2 separate regions of the Mus musculus genome follow, and region 1 is linked to region 2. A link is a contact called in public promoter capture Hi-C data. All regions are on one chromosome and are shown on one strand. The core of a region is the stretch at or near the end of the contact, and the rest is flanking DNA. Distances in the headings are between cores, read along the strand shown.

Region 1 (3,849 bases), core at 927-3,426, 2.5 Mb after region 2:
TTTGACTTTTAAATGTTTTATTTGTTAACACAGTCAGGATGACTAGAAGCAGTACCTTACCTCCTGGGTTCCTGTCACTCACAGGAACAGCAGAGAAGAGTGGACAAGCAGGCAGCGGGTTATGAGACTGAAGGGTTGTGATTCCTAAGCTCAGGGATGAGGGCGGCCAGCCGTGAAGGTAAAGCACTGCCAGAAACCTGCGCCTTCTCTCTCCTTCAGAGAGACACAAAGATCCTCTGCTTATGTAATAAGTATAACTTCCAAAACACAGTAGCCAGAGAGAAACTTTTGCACACGTAGAAACGGTCCCTATCTGTGCTTCTTCCTAGCTGGTTAACAACGCCCCTTCTGATGCTTCAGAGCACGGATTTTCCTGCACACTTCCTTTAGCTCTGGCAGACAGTTAAGATGGTAGACCACCCTCCATCTTAACCACAGAGCCCACTGGTTCAGACCAAGATAAGGCTGTACATGTTTGCATTCCCTGACCTATCATGCTGGTCCAGAAGTGTCCAGCATTATAATATCTGAACATTATAATATCTGATTCTCTCCCACCACTACTGACCCTCCCAAGAAAAAAACAAAAAACAAGCTTATTTTATCACATGGTGCAATGTTCCCTTTCAACCTCCAGAGTCGAGCTTGAGTCACTCTTGGCCATCCTTGGACTTCAGATTAATTTTTCTTCCCACCCTCATAGACTGAGGTACACATACAAGGGATACACTTGATGCGCTGGCTACCTAGACCAGTCTTATATTCTAAGCTGCATATGCAGGGAACAATTTTTTTTCATATTTTTACTTGACCTTTATTATAACCACAGAACTTACACTTAGTCTTATGTATATTTCAAGAAAAAGTAGGGTTTGGTGGCACATGCCTTTAATCCCAGCACTTGGAATGCAGAAACAAACAGATTTCTAGGAGTTGAGATTCGAACATACTAAGTCCTGTAGCTAGGGCTACACAGTGAGACCCTGAGAGGGAGAGGGAGGGAGGAGAGGGAGGGAAAGAGAAAAAAACGAGGGGGAGAATGGAGGGGAAGGGAGAGAGAAATTTAAGAGAGACACAGAGAGAACACATACACAGCAGAGAAAGAGGCCTCTGTGTGAGACTATAATTCTCTCAGTTTAATCAAGGACAAAGTATAAAATTTCCATGTATACCTACCAGTAATAGAATGGGCAAGAATGTAGCCAAGAAAATGTGACCACAGGATACGGGCAAGACTGTAGCCAAGAAAGTGTGACCACACTGCACCTAAGGAATGCTGGTTGCAGCCAAAATGTTTGGCTTTCCAATGGATGTCTCAAACCGGAAGTAGGCATGTTTGCCTCTAAAGTTACTGCAGTTTCATCTGTACACCTCTTGAGGACACGTGTCAGGAAGATACATCACAGCCTTGCTGGTTCCCAGCTGCTAGAAAGAAGCAGAAGACCCCAGCTCCCAAACACGCATCACTTCCTGCAGCTGGGAATCTCTCCTGCCCACTATCTAGTTCTGGCTTCCAATATTCCAAACGTCGGTGACGGTGACATTTTTTTTTCTGACAAAAACTGCTCTAACTCTAATTTGAAATGCCACTCGGCAAGTTTAGGGTTTAAGCATCTAAATACTGCCAGCGTTCTCCTTTCTCTCGTTTATGATTATAAAATACAATTTGAGGCACGTTGGCTCAGCAAGGTAGCTTGCAGACAAGTCTGAGGCCCTGAATGAGGGCGGGACTTACAGGGTAGAACTGAGTCCTGCAGGTCGTCCTATGACCTCAACACGCACGCTGTGACAGCCACCCCTCTTACAAAATAAACGTAATTTAAAAAAAAAAAAAAAAGTTTGTATTTCGGGGCGGTCCTAAATCTTTGGGAGGGGGGCACCTTATGCTGCAGTTTTTCAAAGGTAAGCGTCAAGTGTGGGTGTCTTTTAAACTAAGGATAGAGCATGATATCTGCGGGCACCGGTGCAGCTGCATAGCCCCCAATTCTGAGACTGGAGTCACACCTATAGCCCCACATCTGACACATTACACATGGACCTTCACGCGGACCCACAGCGACCAGAGGAGCTTCTCCCACCGCCCCACCCGGCGGCACCACCGACACAGCTTTCCCGCCCCTTCCACTGCTCACCAGCTCCAGGATACCCGCAAGTATCGCGGTATCTAGGCGCCTTTCCGGCTCTAAATGACTCCAGAGAAAGCGAGTGATCGCATGGCCTTCTGGGAGTCGTGGTCTATTTCTGTGGCTTCTGGGAGTTGTAGTCATTGGGGCTCCCTGTGCAAGGCTAAAGCCACATTAGGCAGGGGAGCCGCGACATTGAAAGGCTCACTTTGAGCAATCTTTTTCTTTTTTTCTTTTTTTTCTTTCTTTCTTTCTCTCTCTCTCCCTCTTTCTCTTTCTTTCCTTCTTTCTTTTTCTTTTTCTTTCCTTCCTTTTCTTTCTTTTTCTTTTCTTTCTCTCTTTCTTTCTTTCTTTCTTTCCTTTCTCTCTCTCTTTCAATAACTGGCATGTCTGAAACTTAGAACTCTGCCAGCTTCTGCCTCATAAGTGCTGGGATCAAAGGGGTGTGCTACCGTGCCCATTGCTACTTGAGAGGAATCTTGAGAGATGACCATCACAGAGGATCTAGACAACATTCTTAGAGAGCACATCTTTGGCAAAGCCTAGGCACATTCGAATCGTTGTAGTCATTACCCTGCAGCAATCAGAAATTTCAAGAACTTACATGTTCATTGAGCCCACTCAATCAGCTTCAAGAGACCCACCATGGGAGCTAAGGAAGGCCAGTCTTCTAGTCCTAACACTAAGGGCTATGGTGGTTTGAATATGCTTAGCCCAGGGAATTAGGAACAATTAGGAAGTATGGCCTTGTTGGAGTGGGTGTGGCCTTGTTGGAGGAAGTGTGTCACTGTGGGGGTGGGCAAATATATCTTCCTAGCCACCTGAGGCCAGTCTTCTCTTGACTGCCTTTGGAATAAGTTATAGAACTCTCAGCTTCTGTAGCACCATGACTGCTTGGATGCTGCCATACTTCCCGCCTTGACAATACTGGACTGAGCCTCTGAACTTGCAAGCCAGTCTCAGTTAAATGTTATCCTTTTATAACAGTTGCCTTGGTCGTGGTGTCTCTTCACAGCAATGGAAACCCTAAGTCACAGACACAGTCAGGCCATGCGCCTCACTCAGTGTTACAGGCCACTCCTATTTCCTAACTGGTAGTTGTGGCAACTACTTCATGGCCTACTCAGGGCTGCTTCAGAGGAAGGATCACAAAATACATGGTTTTTGGCATCACAGATCCACTCAACTCAATTCCACAACCCTGCTTCACATCCCACATCAAGGCTTCATTGAGACCCACATGGAGACAAGTAACACAGAGGGACATACAGGGTCAAATGATCCCTTTATTATATTCATCCAGTTACACAGATAGACACTGGCTCGGGCAGGTCAACTGCCAATGAGGGGATAGTTTGTGTCTCTCAGAAACAAGGGGCAGTGGGCACCAGGAGAATGCAAAAGCAGGTCACTGGCTGGCGACAGACAGGAGGACTCCCAGCATCCACCAGGCCCTCCCACCCCTCAAGCAAACCATCTGTGCCCGGCCCCATCTCTCTCACTCTCTCCTCATCAAAGTGCATAGTTGCCTGAAGATGCAGCATCCCAGTGCCTGAGCAGCTGGGCCAGACACTGGTGACAGGCTTTCCCAAGGGCAGTGCCAGGCATGGCCAATAGGTGTGAGCCAGGAAAGAGGAGAGGCCGATAGGACAGGAAGTTGACTGGGGGTAACACCCAACAGCTGTGGATGCTAGGCTGGCAGCTGGATCACAGCTTTCCTGGAAGT
Region 2 (3,564 bases), core at 278-2,777:
GGTTAACAAATCTGGAGCGGTTTTGTCTTTCCTGCTTCATTAGTTTTTCAGTAGAATATACTATACTACAATGATTATTGAATGTTATTTTACATGCACTACCTCATTTAATCCAGAACAGAATCACAAAGATATTCTGATGATTAATCTCCATTTTTAAATAAAGAAATAGAGCCTTGAAAAGCTGATTTATTGCTTTAGAAGGGAGCTCAGGCTTAGATCTTGAATTAGGTCTTTGGGCTGTTACCCCTGTTCCTAATCACTACAAAATCCCATCCTGCTGCCTTTCCTTCCTTGTTTTTACACACCCACACCCACACCCACACACATGGGGGCAGTACATGAGATCATTCACATGTGAAACACTTAGGATACTCATATTTGAGGTTTTTATTTAACTTGGCCAATCAGGACCAGAAAAATGGGCTGGAACTTGGGTCTCATTCCAAATCAGTGTTTATCCTGTTATACAATGGAACTCTGCAAGTTTCTCTTGATTGTTCTTGCTAAGAGAGATTCTCCACTAAATTCCTATTGCAAATATTGCTAATTTCTGTTTGAAATTAAATATATGCTGCATTGTATGGATATTTTACCTTTTGGTCTTTTTTTCTCTCTCTCTCTCATTTTTAAAACAGTCTCACTATATATCCCTGGCTGGCTTGGAATTTACAGGGCAAACCAGGTCCTGAGTACAGGCCAGGTCCCGTCTACATGCAACTAAATTTCTAAGCTTCCCCCTTTAAGAAACCCAGATCCAACCGTTTTGCCTACACAGAAGACAAAGGCCCTGTACATAGTCAACCCACTAGCTCTTCAACCCCCAACATAGGCACAAAAACTAGGTAAGATTGGAAAGGAGAAATGGATGAAGAGAAGTCTTTTTTTCGTTTTTTTTTTTTTTTTTTTTTTTTTTTTTTTTTTTTTCTTTTGTCCGAGACAGGGTTTCTCTGTGTACCCCTGGCTGTCCTGGAACTCACTCTGTAGACCATGCTGGCCTCGAACTCAGAAATCCGCCTGCCTCAGCCTCCCAAGTGCAGGGATTAAAGGCGTGCACCACCACTGCCCGGCGAAGAGAAGTCTTAAACTTAGAACAAAAGTTATCCCAATTAAAGAGTTGGATCTGAGAAAGGAGAAAATGAGGCTAAGAGGAAGAACAAAGGAAAAACTGTTAAGGGGCAAGACTGGAAGAGTAAACGATTTGATTTGTCTATACAGTTGCTACTCTGGCCTCCATTAGAATGGTACAGAAGAGAAAACGAAAGTGGAGTGCAAAGCGTAGGAGGAATCTGGTTCCACTCTCCACGGTATAGACGCTTCCCTCCTCCCTCCAGTCCTCCTCTAATACAGACCGCAGCCAAAGCCGAGGTTGTGCTTCTGCACAGTCCACGTGGGCAGACTGAGCCCGCCCCAGCACTGGGAGAACTTCCGCGTCCTCCCGCCCCGCCCCGCCCCCTCGCAGTCCTGCGCACGCGCGGGAGCCATATTCGCCGCGGATGCTTGGCCATCCGGGTTGGTTCTTCTCCAGCTGAGTAAAGAGGCGCTGATCTGCACCCTCACCGTCTTCCTCTGGTGAGGCTCAGTCCTTTAGGGGCCGCGGAGTCGAGGTGTCTGTCTCCCGGGCGGGGGCCATCTGCGTGGAGACCACGGCCCAGGCCCGCGGCCGCCACCGAGGAGCCGTGGGCACGATGACTTTGCACCCGCCTCCTCGGTGACCGGCCTGCCAGGGACTGGTCCCCGCCGGCCGCCGTCGGGTATCCCCGCGGGGCCTTGACGGCTCGCCTGGGCTCTGAGACCCTCCGGGCCGGTGCGAGGGGTGGGGGCGGCTGCGGCCCAGAGAGTCAATTCGGGAAAGTGGCGCTGCGGGGGAAAGTCCAAGTCTTGTAGCGCCGGCGCCAGGCGTGGAGGTAGCTGTGTTCACAGTCGAATCCGAAACCCGCCGTGGCCTCCTGGCTGCTGTGCTCAGGGCCACCTTTCTGTTTCTCCTACATGTTGGAACCGACTCCTGGCAGGTTAACTCTCCTTAGGCCTGACGACTCTTCTAAAATGTCACTTCCCGTGGTCCTTGAATCCAGCCCGTCGGTGAAGCGGTCTTAAGTAAGATAAAGGTGTTTTCTAACATCTGGGCGCGCAGACCCTTCAAATGTCTGCTTAGCTTTCCAGCCACGATGCCTTCCTTATATCCCATTTGGCAACATAGGAATTGAACTGCCATTTTTCTACTAAGGCAGAGTTTCCATTGCTGTCTTTCGAAGAAACGGAAATAAGGACCAGGTTTACCACCTAACCCCTACACCCCCAAATTTAGGACCATGTGAATTATCCACTTTGTTAACCTTTCTCAGCCTGCTCTACTTGGAATGCCCTTCCTTCACCCCTTCACAATTCTTTTTCTTTGACTTGAGGCTTTTCAACTTACCTTTGCCTCTCCCACCTCTAATTTACTCTCATTATCTGTATTGGTTTCCTAAAATCTTACTTGCTGTCGATTCTGCTTTCCCTCCCCACCCTGAATGTCTCTTCCATGTTGCTTTATAATCTTTGTCTGTCATACCTGGCTGCTAGATTCTGAGCTTTTCAGGACACCATGGTTTACCTTTATTGTGGTGGCCCAGCATCTGTATAGGTCCCAGTGGTGGTGCAGTTCATGTTAGCTGAGTGATGGTGTGGATCAAGTGGTATTAACAGTGGAAGACACTTCTTAAAATTGTGGGGGTTTTGTTATTAATGATCCTGTTTTCTTTTCACAGGAATCAACATAAAGTTCAGAAACCATGGTGAGTTCATGACACGTTTCCTTTAACTTTTGCCTGGGAACATTATGGCTTGTTTGAAGCTCACAGCCTGACATGGAAGAAAATGAAACCAAAGGGGTAGAGGGAGTTGAATGGGGTCTTCCGTCTTCTTTCCACTGAACTCAGCACCAGGGTGTCATTGTATCCAATGCATGGACATCCGGAAGTTGGCGTATGTCAGTGAACAGGCATCATCTCTGTTTTTCCTTTGCAGTCTCGAAGATATGACTCCAGGACCACAATATTTTCTCCAGAAGGTAAATTAGAAGATTTAACCTGCTCCAAAGAAGGTTGGGGCATTTTGTTGTGGTTGTTGCTTTAAGTAGTATATTTTTAGTGTTGGGGTCTAGTGTGACGTTTAGCTACACACATTTTGGAGTTGACTTCATTCCTTTGGTTCTTGGAGATAACTTGTCACCAGGTTCATTACGCCATGCATTGTGGGCGAGTAAATGCAGGGCTGTTGATGCCAGCCTACCTGTGTCATTGCTGATTTCTCTCAGATGAGTGGTGCAAGAGCGAGAGGAACCGTGGTGTCTCACTGTTTTGTAGGTCGCTTATACCAAGTGGAGTATGCCATGGAAGCCATTGGACATGCAGGCACCTGTTTGGGGATTTTAGCCAATGATGGAGTTTTGCTTGCAGCGGAGAGGCGCAACATCCACAAGCTTCTTGATGAAGTCTTCTTTTCTGAGAAAATTTATAAACTTAATGAGTAAGTGCGATCATGGGGAAGAGCTTGAACTATTGCACTTGACAGCGTACTCAG

Evidence for each region. Promoter capture Hi-C pulls out the DNA fragments that hold promoters and counts their contacts.
Region 1: a promoter capture Hi-C map of pre-B cells shows a contact between it and region 2, with 2.3 times the contacts expected there. The contact joins the promoter of Ppcdc here to the promoter of Psma4 in region 2. A contact is called at or near these places in 3 of 39 promoter capture datasets (erythroid cells, hippocampal neurons and pre-B cells).

What each region holds. Positions count from the first base shown.
Region 1 is chr9:57,437,938-57,441,786 of GRCm38.p6, forward strand. It overlaps Ppcdc (phosphopantothenoylcysteine decarboxylase), which reads right to left and starts at 2,177. Exons shown (of 7, transcript NM_176831.5): 1 at 2,133-2,177. Scamp5 (secretory carrier membrane protein 5) reads right to left here. Exons shown (of 7, transcript NM_020270.3): 7 at 3,390-3,849.
Region 2 is chr9:54,949,332-54,952,895 of GRCm38.p6, forward strand. Psma4 (proteasome subunit alpha 4) reads left to right here and starts at 1,528. Exons shown (of 9, transcript NM_011966.3): 1 at 1,528-1,572; 2 at 2,751-2,777; 3 at 3,010-3,052; 4 at 3,348-3,510. The coding sequence starts at 2,775. It overlaps Hykk (hydroxylysine kinase 1), which reads left to right. Exons shown (of 5, transcript NM_177351.4): 5 at 1-593. It overlaps AY074887 (cDNA sequence AY074887), which reads right to left and starts at 1,623. Exons shown (of 1, transcript NM_145229.2): 1 at 913-1,623. The coding sequence starts at 1,508. The coding sequence ends at 1,110.